2 separate regions of the Danio rerio genome follow, and region 1 is linked to region 2. A link is a contact called in public Micro-C data. All regions are on one chromosome and are shown on one strand. The core of a region is the stretch at or near the end of the contact, and the rest is flanking DNA. Distances in the headings are between cores, read along the strand shown. Region 1 holds the start of ulk2 (unc-51 like autophagy activating kinase 2). Region 2 overlaps tpst1 (tyrosylprotein sulfotransferase 1).

Region 1 (6,980 bases), core at 629-3,128, 150 kb after region 2:
TTATTTTTTCCTGTCTATGGGGATTAGAAAAATCAGCCCTGTGATTCTTGTCCAATCAAATCAAAAGTAAATCACATCATACTAAACTTCCAGACATGGGTGATTTATAAATGCAACAAACTGCTAGGAAGCATTAAAAGTGTTTAAGATCTTTACACGCACTGACCCAGAGACTGTTTACTGATGAGAAGATGACAGAATGTTTACTGCATGATGACCGAAATGTCTTTAAACAAAAACTAAATGCACTACAGAATGTTACGTTCACACACATATGCATAAATTACATGTAAATGCATCAGCTTTTTACCACCACTGATATGTCTATTATCAATTGAATCAAAATGAGTGTACATTTTTTCTATATGTAATGTTTTTTAATTTGATGATTTTGTTATAGTAAGTTATATTCATTCATGCTTCATTCATTCATTATATTAATTAATTCATGCTTAAAATCCATTTACAACCTTTTAACAAATTTTTATAAAAAGTGCACAAAATATTGTTTTAAATTTTTAAGTAAAATATTAATTTTCATATTCTTTCGGCTTATTCCCTTTATTAATCATGGGTCACCACAGCGGAATGAACCGCCAACCTATCCAGCATATGTTTTTACGCAGCGGATAGCCTTCCAGCTGCAACCCAGTACTGGGAAACACCCATCTCATTCACACCTATTACACTGCAGTTTAGTTTTTTCAAGTCACCTATAGTGCATGTATTCAAGTCTTTGGACTATAAATGGGGAAACTGGAGCACCCGGAGGAAAGCCACATGAACAAGGGGAGAACATTCAAACTCCACACAGAAATGCCTTTTTTTTCAAGCCCAAATATTTAATCCAAAAAACTAATCGTAGACTCAGCAACTGCGTTTGTCAATATTTTAACCAAATTTGGGGTTGAAAAACTGCATTTTTTAGAGTGTTGTAATCTGACACTTGAATACAAATAGTTATTATCATGCTAAACAAAGGAAAAATGTCAATGGAGTAAGAACTTAATTCAAAGAAAAACTAAATTAATTGTATACCACATTTACATACGAAGAGTTAGATGCAAAAAATCTTTAAGTGCCTCCTGAAAATTTCACCTAAAATTCTTCTTCTTCTCAGACTACTATTTAGTTGAGTAATTTCCCTTTTATGTCAATTAATATGTTATTTTCATTGCCCATAATGTGAAATTAGTCAACATAAATATAGGAGTCTCGGAAAAATGCTCATTTTAGAGGAAAATTTCAAATGGCACTTAGAGGTTTTTGCATCTGAGGTTTTTGCATCTGAACTCAAACTTCATATATTTTTCAGGTTTTAAGCATGTAGAAATGTTTAGAATGTTTTATGCAAAAAAAAAAAAACTCTTTTTGTTGTAGTGAGTGTTTTGCCAGCAGAGGATGCTCTTCGTTGTCAAATTGTAAACAACATTGTTTTTTTTAATGTTCGTAACAAGAGTCGCCGACAGGGGGAGCACTATGACCTGTCAGATATGTTTTTGTACTGTTAAAGATAAATTAGCATTATAGTCTATCATAGTGTGATTATCATCACTTTGTGTATTTGTTCAGCATTATGAACGTTTAAAGTCCATGTATTGTTTTATCTTATTCGTTCATTTCTTTAAAATATTCAACTACAGTCTTGATCTCTCTTTAAAACTATATACTGACTTTTTAACGTACACATTTCACGTTTGCACTACGTCCTAGAGATGTTCTTCTCACGTGTATATACTCGGATTTCGTGCAGCCCTTAGCCAGGCTTTGTTTTGCAAGCCTGAGACCTATTTTTCACGGCGGAGGGCGTCGCACTCGTGTGCGCGGAGGAACACGATATGATGGTCTCGTTCTCCTGCGAGAGGAGAGCTCTTCTGTCATTGTAATGCTGCAACTGTGCGATCAAGATCAAATTCCTCTCCGAACGAACAGAAGATAAAACGATAAACTCCGTTCACATAACGGATCGTGCTTTTAACGTCTTTTTTACGCTTTTGTTAAAAGCGAAGCACTGATGTTTTTCTGCATTGTCCCTCGATATCGAAAGCAGGACAGACGGGTGAACTGAAGAAATGGTGTATTGTTACCCAGCACTCATATGGATCTGAAGGAGATAATCTTATTTTTGCAGATGGACAGATGACTATTACATTAAACGCATCGGGGAACGGTGCTCTGGATCGCTTGTTTTGTAAACTAACCTGCTAGAATTTTAGCGACGCGTTTTGACTGTGTAAAATAGATGTGGGAGCACTTCTAGACATTATTTATTGAGATTTAACGTTACCTGCTGTGTTGTCATTATAAACATTGCTGTATTGTCGCTTGCTGGCTGTCATTGTAGCCAGCTCGCGATGGGCAACTCAGTGACCCGCCGCGCAGTTATTGACTTAACGAGGCACTGTTACAGCACGAGAGTGAGGGCGTTTGCAACCTCTTTCTTTCCTTTTAAACTGAACTGACAACATGTAGCTCGGAAACTATACATCTTAGTTGGATTAATAGCTATTTCATCAAGCTATTTTGCGAAATGCCTTGTTAACTGGAGTCAGAGAGCGACAACGAAAATAGTTATGCGCATCTAGCATCTAACGTTAGTCACTTAAACTTCACACTTAGCTTTGTTTTGATTCTTGATTGTCAGCCAGACGGTTATAAATAAACTCTCAAGTATACTATATAGTCTCTAGCATTGATAATTTGGGGATGACAGTGTTCTTGAACAGACTGTCGCCAGGATTACAGAGAGTTTGAGGAACTTGTCCCTATAGCAGCCTCTCCATCTCAAGCTGTTGTGTATCATCACCGGACACCTGCCAAAAATATGGAGACGGTGGGAGATTTTGAATACAGCCGAAAAGACCTCATCGGACACGGAGCCTTTGCGGTCGTCTTCAAGGGAAGACATAAAAAGGTAAATAAGCACTCGTCTTATATTCACAGCAAGTCTGGGCCATGCTCGTTGAATCCCCATGGGTATAAATGTCATATTAATTACATTGATGTAATTTAATTTAATAGGGATGAATATAGATTTGTTTAATTTATGCATTGCGTTTTTTGCACGTCGTCTTGTGTGAGATGTCGTGCTCATCGCAGTGATTATAAACCGTGGGTTGTTTTTTATGTAACGTGTGCTTGAATAGGTCACATACTGCTGGAGTCATTCATTCATAAAACAGCCTGCGTGAATAAGCTGTCTGACGTCAATACGACTGACCGGTCTACTTTGGGCGGAGGGACGCACATTTTGCTCTTATTTTTGCATCAGGACTAAAGCTGTTTTAGCGTTATATGTTTGTTTACCATATTTTAACTGTTGTTGCATCCAGTGTTTTGAAAGCATCGCCAGACATGACTGTTGTATTGAAATGAAATGAATATATTTCGTTGATCATTTTTATAATGGGACTTTATGCCACTTAATTATATGTGTGCAGCGGTTATAATCCATTTATAACACGTTTTCTTGGATATATCTGAAATATAATGTACAACTTCTGCTGTCATAAATCTTGGAAGTTTATTTTTATGCATTGCAAATTGCATGAAATACTGTTTTCAGATTTAATATGCAATATTCATTGTACAATATATGTTAAACTCAAAATCTGTATGACAATCAAAGCCATAAAACTAAACAAAATGTGTTTTTAATCACAGGTAAAACAGAAAATAAAATAAAACGAGTTTTTAGTATTTTTTTTTTTATTGTGCATAGTACCCAATGTACACATGTAGAAATACTTAATGCATTGAGATGTTTTGACACATTTTGCTCTTATTTTTGTGGTTTATTTTTATATTGACTTGCATACACAAAACACACTGACTGATTTAAAGACATAGTTTTAGCATCACAGCTACTGTTTTAACATTATATGTTAATTACCTTATAGTAACTATAGTTGCATCCAATGTTTTGAAAGCATCACCAGACATGACTGTTATATTGCAATTGCACTAAATTATATTTATGCAGTAGTTATGAGCCATTTATAAAATATTTTCTTGCTTAGATCTAAAATATAATGTCCAACTTCTGCTGTGATAAATATATAATGTGTTGGACAACGGATTGAAAAAGTTCAAGCTTATTTTTTTTGGCAAATTGCATGAAATGGTGATGTAATATGCAATACTTATTGTACAATATATGTCAAACTCTAAATCTGCATGACATTCAAAGCCATAAATCTAAACAATATGTGTTTTAAATCACAGGTAAAAAAAAAAAAAAACTTAAATGTGTTTTCAGTGTTTTTTTGGGCACAGTACCCAACATGTCCTCTGGTTGAAATAAATTTTCAATGCAGACTGATTGCAAACAACAAAAGCATGACTATATTTACACATACAATATATTAATGTACATATTTTTTCTAATGTTCATGTGATAGATTCCAAAAACATTGCCAAGTTTCAAATCATTGTGATAAAGTAATAAATAATAATAAAAATACAAAAAAGAAAAATGACTGAGCAAAAACAGAAAATAGGCAGAAGCAGAAAAATCTTTATCATTTACAGCATTCAGGTTTACTAGATAACAGAAAAATCAGGATTCAAATGACTCAGATTTTGTGGGAAAAGCTCTTCCAGTTTTGTTCAAATCTAATCAGATCAAAATGCTAATGCTAGACTGTTTACATGGTTATCAGTGATCAAATTATTTGCCTTAATCTGATTAAGACAATAATATGATTAAGGTGTTTACGCGAGATGCTTTTTGAATGTTCTTTCATGATCCCGTTTTGCATGTTATAGCACATAATTCGATTAGCGCTATTGCATCACAACGCTATCCACATTTCCTTCGGAGTTTCATGTCATTTTTAATTTGTCAACTTTAACTGAAGTTTGGCACTTTCACTGTCATTCAGGAACATTTCATGCATGCCCCTTTGTCAAACGAGATATTGGATGAGAGTATGAACTGCTGGAGTCTAGTTTTAAAGGAATTTGATATCGCACACCATTTAGGAAAAAAAGCCTTGCAGGTATCTGTGGTCCTTCCCTGACTGGGTATGTGCAGAGAATTGTGTCAAACAGCCGTTTATCTGTAGACTGTCCTGTCGCAAAATGCTGTGAAAATCCTACATAACAGTAATAGTTTGATTGCAGTGTTTAAATATCTGCACTGCACTTAAAATGTGACTAAAGTCTGCATACTCAACATGACTTAATTCGATTTCTGTTTAGTTCGGTTATGACTTTAGTTGGATTAAGGTAATTAAAAATAACTGTTTACATGGTAGATTCTTAATCTGAGTATTGTCTTATTCAGAATAAAATCGGATTATTGGTGTCATGTAAACAAACATACTCATAGACACATTCTGAAATGGTTAAGGATGCATCTGTCGGTCAATACAATGGCTATCTCTGTCTGTGCTTGTGTGTGTGGAAGTGCTCAACTGTATGCACAGTATGCAGTCATCAAGCCGTGACTATTTATAGCAGGAGTAATCTGATGCATATTTATGATCACCTGCCTCATCCAAAGCAGCTGACTCAATACTACCAGTGAGACCAATTTTAGTTTCATCCTACAAACATGTTATGTATATACTGTACAGTATCATCACACATGCTTATGATCCTTGATTGACACATCAGAAGATTCCGCTAACACGAGATATACAGGCCATTTCTCTCATTTCTTTTTGAAGTTCAGCATTTCAGCCTCTTATTCCTTGATGAGATGTGATATTAAAAGCAGAGACCTTGAGTGCTAATCTATTGAATGGGGTCAGTATAAAAGCCAAAAGCGTTTTCTCTGGGTTGCCTTTACCACGCTTGGCTGAGTCTGCTTTCATCGAGGCGAGATGAACGCAGCCACTCTTGCATGCTGCCAGCGCTTGGCTATGGCACTGGGTGCTGCAGGAACATCTCCTATTAACCTACATTTAGATGAAAAGCATTGTTCTATTCATGGATTTGGACTCTGCGTTGGGGACACAGTTCCTTTAAGATAGTGTGCAGCTCTATGGAGTCCCACACACAAGAGTGCATCTGCCAAAGGCTAAAATCCCAATTATACTATCAGCTTTATGTGGTACCAGGCCACAAGTTCAAAAATAGAACGCTGAAAAGAAAGACCTTTTGAAGCAAATGTTAGTGACTTCAACAAAAGACTCCTACACAGTACTTACAGGTCAGATATGTAAACTCTACACTGCAAAAATGCTTCTTTTAGATTCTTTGTCTTGTTTCTAGTCCAAATCTTCAAAAATTCTTAAATCAAGAATAATTTTCCAGACAAGCAAAACACGTTGTCTTGTTTTAGGAAATAATATGCCTAAATGAACAAGCAAAATAATCTGCCAATGGGGTAAAAAAAAAGAATCTAGTTTTTCCGATTGACATGAGATTATTTTTCTTACCCCATTGGCAGATTATTTTGGCATATTATATCTGAAAACAAGACATTATGTTTTGCTTGCCTAGAAATTGCTTCTTGATCTAAGAATTTTTAGATATTTGGACCAAAAACAAGACAAAAACATCTAAGTAAGAACAGTATTTTTTGCAGTGTAGTGCTCGAAATTTTCACAGGATTCAATTGAACAGTTAAGCACATCAAACACCATTTCACCTGTTTATAATTTATCTCTATCTTTCTGTGATATTTTCAGAAGACTGATTGGGAGGTCGCCATCAAAAGCATTAACAAAAAGAATCTCTCCAAATCCCAGATTCTGCTTGGCAAAGAAATAAAAATTTTAAAGGTAAGTCGTTATTTCTTTATTTATTTGATTATTTTAAGCAAGGCGACATTAAACTGATCAAATGCTACAGTAAAGACATTTACAGTTGAAGTCAGAATTTTTAGCACTCCTTTAATTTTTTTTTTCTTTTTTAACTATTTCCCAAATTATGTTTAATAGAGCAAGGGAATTTTCACAGTATGTCTGATAATATGTTTAATATGATAATATGTTAATAAAGTCTAATTTGTTTAATTTTGGAAAGAATAA
Region 2 (6,730 bases), core at 2,886-5,385:
AAAAATGAGAGCCCAGTCCAGGAGACTCGTTTCAAGCAGAATTTTTTAATTTAGACGTGTTGGTTGTTCTGCAGTGAAACAGCGTTTTCAAGAAGTCTTACAGGTATAAAAGTCCTAAATAAGTCTGATTTGAGACAGAGCTGTCCAGTCTATATGATATATTGTGTTTTTAGGAGGGCAGTGTCTAGAGAGTAGGCATGACTTTCACACCTTAGCTAGAGTTTTAAACAAAAAGTAAAAATAAAGGATAAAACTTTGTATTCACACACACACACACACACACACACACACACACACACACACACACACACACACACACACACACACACACACACACACACACACACACACACACACACACACACACACACACACAACAGTTCTGTCTGGTTCTCAAATCTGATTGGCTGATAGCAGTGCGATACTCTGCAATAACAGCACTCTTGCAGCCTCTTCACTCTTGTGTATTACTCCGCCCATGTAAACTCACTACGTCACCTAGAATTATAAGGTTCTATCTGACATTTTTGTCAAAATTGAGTTAGTGACATATTCTTAATAAATGACAACTTATTTACATTATGGGTTTTTTTTATAAGTTGTTTACATTTTAAGTATTTTTTTTTTTTGCACATACTGTTTGCTATGTAGGGAATGCAAAAACATTGAAGCAGAATATCTCAAAATCATTCTAAACGCAGATAGAACCTTATAATTCCAAAGTGACGAAATATTGCAGCTGTTGGACAACAGAATGTGCTTTTGAGGCTTTTTTAGGCACAAATGTTGTTGTAAGATTGCAACTATGCAGTTTATTTATAAGGATAGTGCCTATTTTAAATATTTATAATTTCGGATATCAGTGACCATAGCGACCACGACAGTGGTCATACTGAGCAGAGCAAAGATGATTGTGCAAAAAGCTGGCAACAGAGACCACATAATAATCCTTCAGGGAGAAAAACTCCAGTTTTTTGTAGTGCTGCATTTATGCCACAGTAATCTGCCAGTGTTTGCTTTCCCTTGTTAATTATTGTGACCTCCTAAAAGAGAAATACTGGGATATCTCTGTATAGACTGGTGGCATTACATCATGTTCAGCCTAATAATCTTAAAATGTGAGCAAACATCACCTGTTTTGTCATCACTTTGGATATTATTCTAGAGAATCTTTCAAATACTAGCTCTAAAGTGACGTTAGTGTATGAGTGATGGCGCTGTTTTGACTGCCAGCTGCAGATTTGAATGAATGGTGGAAGAAAGTAGTTCCTGATACAAAAAGGTTTGATTTTCTTTTTCATATACATGTTTATGCCATCGGACTCTTGTATAAACACAAAATCCCACTCGTAGCAGAGTGATATAGCTGTATATCGTCACTGGTGGTACTGTGGCCTCGTGCAAACACACGCCCTCTTACCAGTGCCGATATACAGGCATATCGCACAGCTACTCATATTTAGTATATCACTGTTTATTTGAAACTAGATTATTTAAATTTATATTCCCATACCATCTTAAAAAAAAGTTCTATTGGCTATAGAACAAAACACTGTTTTCCAATGACTAATTACCTTAACTTGCCTAGTTAACCTAATTAACATAGTTAATTTACTTTAAATTGCACTTTAAGCTCAATACTAGTATTTCGCAAAATAACTATTATTACAATATTGTCATCATGGCAAAGACAAAAGAAATGAGTTATTAGAAGTTACTTATTAAGACTATTTTATTTTGAACTGCGCTCATTAAACAGCTCTTGGGAAATATTTTAAATGCATTAAAATTTCATAGAAGGGCTAATATATATTTAGCACCATGTAATATAATATTTTTTATATCATATATGTTAATGTATATATAAATTACTAATTTAAAAAATATGTAAAATGCTTAAATATGATCAGGAGCATTGTTGCTAATTGCTGTTAAAGTTATCATTGTACATATGGGTGTGTTTAATTGCTTGTCATAACAATGATAACGTATAATACATATGTATACACAGTATTATTGATAAAACCATAATAATAATAATATCTAATATTATCACCACATTATAATAATATTGCTGAAAGCAATTTTTCATGCTTTTCTTAGAACATCCCATGTTCTATCAATTGCAGTATGCAAGTTAATTCAAATCACTTTATCTGTGGTAGAAAAAAGGGAAGCAAAGTCTTCTAGCAAATATGATAAAAACTCACTTCTACTGATAAAGCCCTCGTCCTCTTCTCTTAACTTGGGTTTGGCTTTTCTGGAGACTTCTGAAGCTGTGATAAAAGAAACATCTGTTACACATGTGTCCAGCACACAATGCTGTATAAAGTGCAAATAAACCCTTTTCAGTGGCTGTCAAGCATTCATTGTTAGTTCACAAAATACTTTCCAATTCCCGTTTACACTCTAAAAATGTGAAAATATGAATAAACCAAGTTTTCCCAGTGTCAGCGAAGCCACAGAAGGACAATTCTGGATTCCTTAAAGAACCGCTCAGTCAACGGTTTGACAAAGAACCAAACAATTTCATAATCTAAAGAACCATTTTCCACAATAAAAGCATTCTGTGGATTTAAAATGTTGTTCAGATTTTAAAGGTTTTTCATAGAAACATTGATACTAGGACATGAAACTAGGACTGCACAATATATTGTTTCAGCATTGGTATCCCAATGTGTGCATTCACAACATTTCCATCCCAGGATCTGTAATGTTGAGTTGGGATTATAGTTGTTCAGTGATAAAGACTCTACAGTGTTATTTTACATTACATGTGATTGTTCAATTTAGGCATGGGTCGATATCTGTTTTTAAAGTATACCATGGTTTGGAAAAGTCAAGGTTTTAAACCCACCAACATTTTCTGATTTTGTTTTCTGTCATTTTCTTACCGTTCAAATGTGTACAACCTTTTATTTACTTTGTTGTTGTTGTTGTTATTTTTAGGACAACAGTGTCTCTAGCAGAAAAGATATCCAAAGTTGTCATTTAAATTATAAAAAAAAATAATAATTGTGTTTTTGAAACTAATGAAGAGAGCAGAAGTCAATGATTCATTTGAATTATTTAGCCTGACATGTTTACTGCTCCAAAATGTTTTAAATGTTTCTCAAAGTAAAATATATTGTGTTTAAAGGGAAAAAAGTTTTTTTATTTTTACCCAGACAATTAAAAAGAATATATTTTAGAGCAGTAATAACAATTAGGCAAACGCGTGAAACCATGATATTTTTATCTAAGGTTATCATACCGTCAGAATCTTATACCAGCCCATGCCTAGTTCAGTTGCTGTACCTGAATATTTGACTACTGCTTGATTCTTCGGAAAACTGCTCCATCTTGTTTATTTATGCTTGCGAATTTGTTTGATTCACTACTACACCAGATTAGACATCAGTCTAATTAGTTCAGTCAATCTAAATTGATGTTTTCATTTCAAATAGAGCTTTTCAAATAATCTGCAGAAATAGTACTAATATCGCTATATATATATATTGAAGTAAAATACAACATTGTTATGTCTGATTTTTTTCATTATCATGCAGCCCTAAATAATACCAATGAAGTCTTGTTTGTGTTTATTTAACCTCTATTTCTCTTAAGAGCTTCTTCAGTCTGTTGGCTACAAAAAAAGATATCCTGAACAATGTTAGTAAGCAGTGACTGAAGCAGTAAGTACAAAGCATAGCATAATGGAGGAAATACTATGGGAGTCAATTGCAATCAATGGTTGCCAACATTCGTCAAGATATCTTCTTTTGTGTTCAACAGAAGAATGGGAAAAAAACACCAGTTTGGAGATCAAGGTAATTTAATTCCTTTATGAAAAATCCCTTAAAATGTCTCAGCAACACCATTTAATTAATTTTAGATGACCAAAAAATGATCCTCTTACCTTAGTAAACTCTTTTAGAACTAAATGAAATGACTAAAATAGTGACAGTAAAATATTTTCACAGTATAAAGGTTATTATTATTGTGTTTCCAACCACTTTCAACATGAAATCCGGTGTGTTCCGCCTTATTTATGTTTATTTCAGATTATTTTGAGCTTTAAAAAGAAAAAAGAAAAAAAAAAGAATCATTAAAAGCATCTACATGATCTTTCCAGAAGGGGGCGCTACACACCTTCTAACCAGCAGAACACACTGCGACTATTGCGAGTGGAAAATGAGGCCACAGATCTACATATACAGTGATTAGATCGGGAATTGAAAACATGAGATCAGAGGAGAAAACCGCAGGACACCTGATCAATTAACCAGTGTTACGATCAGAAATGACGTGAACAGCAATAAAATCAGAGTGAGAGCAAGCAGATGGAGATCTCAAATTGCTACCATTTTATTTTGGCTATAGATGAGACGAAAAAAGGAAGAACAAAATAAAGACAAAGCCATTAATGAAGAGCTTATAGGGACAGGCAGAATATCTACCATACCTGTGTCTGTTCTTTAAGAAAATCAGGTAGCTGAAATTCACCCCTAAAGACCTGGAAAAACAGAGAGCTCATTTTAGAGGCTACAGTATATAAACACCATCTTTCACAGTTCAGTCCTCAAATTCGACACTTTTTTTGTGTATCCGCTTGCTTGTTGGAAAAACATCCCTCTCATCGGCATCAATACAAACAGGTTTTATATGCCTCCAGAAGGCCGTAATGGGCAAATGAAAAGTCTGCTGTTGAACGGATAACAGAGTCCTCTTATGTGAGCCACTGGAGGAGGATATTGTGTGTCAATTCCCAGGGTGTCTAACTACACAAACTTCACAAGCTCTATACTGGGATGAAAGAAAGAGTGAATGAAAAAAGCCAGTCAGAACGAAAGCTGGAATCAGAAGCACCACAGTCTTCAATTAAGACACATCCAGCTGATCTCATTTCCTGCCTCTCTGAGTTTAGCAAATGAGGAGTGAATATCTGTGTGTGCCACAGGAAAGAAGCGCTGACCTGAGCGCAAATGCCAGACAACTTGGCCATGGAGCGATTGTTCAAAAGACTTTTCCGCTGTGGAAGGTCTAGACTGTCAGAAATCTGAAGCTTGCGCTCTTCACTTCAGTGCTGTCGGTCACAGGAGCTCTATTTCCTAGAAACATTTCACTTGTGATGGAGCCAAAAACTACATTCAGGAGAGGCAGAGCTCTTAAAAGATGATCAGTGCTGAACTGCCTTTCCTCACACATAAAATCAGATCAATCGAATTGTAATTACAGATGGACAGAATTTAATCCTACAGTATGTGAAATTTCTGGCATAAAACTCTACTGAGAGGTCACCTAATCTGCTCCTGCGTCATTAACTACATGGCGCAGGAGATTGGTTGCTGTCACCTCGGCAGCCAATGAGCTTGCTCCTCATCAGCTTACAAGCTCTGTGTCATTCTACAGCGTTTAAGCTGCGGCATACTATTGAAGACCCTCCTTCACCCCAGCTCCACCTGTGTTAAGATCTGCTAATATAGGGGTTATTTCTATATTATTTATATATATAATGTTTGCAGTAGCAGTGTGTTATATTCTCAGATAAGATGTCTTTGTATAAACTAGCAGAAGAAGGTATTGATACTTGCTCTGCCATAATAATCAAAGCAGAAGAAGCGTAACAGATCTATACCACCAAGACCAAGACCATCAACATTTCCATTAACATATTCATACTAAATGCCGAGTGTTCATGAAAAAAAGACAGAAAAGAGTCTGATTCATATGAATGTGACTCTAACAAATCATTCTTGTGAAACAGTATAGTCTGGTTCATGACTTATAAATGAAGCAAAAGCAGTTTTTCATAATTTTGTGATTCATGTTTTAATATTTCCATTCATTTGTTCTTTTAAATTGCATTATGGGGCCTTGATCTTTCTTCCAGCAACTTTAAACCTTGAAAAGTTTGAAAAAGTGAATTTTATTAACATTTTTAATAGTTTAAAGTGATATATTGTGTGGTTTGGAGCTGTAAATTACAGTACAAAAACTTTGCCAGTACAATTTTTTTTACAGATTTATTTATATTACTACTTATATATTATATCATTTCAAACAACTAAAATGTCAATAAAATTCAGTGTCATAACTCTACAAAAGTGTAGAGTTGATTTTCAACATCTAAGGCTAAGTTATACTTCTGCGTCGAGTGATTGCCGTGACCCATGGCACCTGCCTTGCGTGAACCATTGCATTTATACATCTGAATGCTGTTTGTGTTGCTTTGCAACAACATTTCCGACACGCAAGCTGGCAGTAGGTTATTTTATGTTCCTCTGTGTTGAGTTTCTTCATGGGTGTTTTGTTTTTTTCTGAACCCTACCTTATTGTACAATTAGGTAAAACTCCCTCATTCAGAGGTGGGAACCGACAGACGAGCAACAACTTTAATCATAGGGTAAACACAAAACACAAAAGTTTCCATCTGAAGCTCCTTCATGGGACTCGACACTTGTAAACACTCGCTCCATTGGGCTCGTGGCTCTCAGCACCGCTCACACTTGTCACCAATACCAAGCCAACCAATCACAGAGCTTTTTTAGAGGTGAGCATCAGCATTGGCATCAGCCATGGCGAGTGCTATGCAACCGTGCAAACCGTGCCGCACCATATGTGTGTAATTAACGCAGAAGTATAAATCAGCTTAAGCAGACAGAGCAGAGATAAAACTCCCATAATGCAATTCACAACCGTAAATATATATGGAAACTGTTAATTAACTTTTTCTTTACATGATCAGTGT

The links. Hi-C and Micro-C count contacts between places; a contact is called where the count stands out from the background.
Region 1: a contact with region 2 is called in a Micro-C map of caudal fin, with 6 times the contacts expected there. The contact joins the promoter of ulk2 here to the enhancer-like site in region 2. A contact is called at or near these places in 4 of 18 Hi-C or Micro-C datasets (caudal fin, embryo, hematopoietic stem cells and 1 more) and 2 of 4 datasets of contacts at active chromatin or transcription factors (caudal fin and embryo).

The regions. Positions count from the first base shown.
Region 1 is chr15:23,309,042-23,316,021 of GRCz12tu, forward strand. It overlaps ulk2 (unc-51 like autophagy activating kinase 2), which reads left to right and starts at 1,879. Exons shown (of 27, transcript XM_002664615.7): 1 at 1,879-2,914; 2 at 6,639-6,731. The coding sequence starts at 2,825.
Region 2 is chr15:23,159,361-23,166,090 of GRCz12tu, forward strand. It overlaps tpst1 (tyrosylprotein sulfotransferase 1), which reads right to left. Exons shown (of 5, transcript NM_131403.1): 4 at 2,211-2,276. The coding sequence ends at 2,241. Among named protein-coding and RNA genes, the nearest start is that of tpst1, 77 kb to the right of the region's middle. Within about 2 kb of position 4,136, at least 15 of the 62 cell types and tissues checked have an H3K27ac peak or open chromatin away from gene starts, as enhancers often do. A contact at or near this core is called in caudal fin, where this site is marked.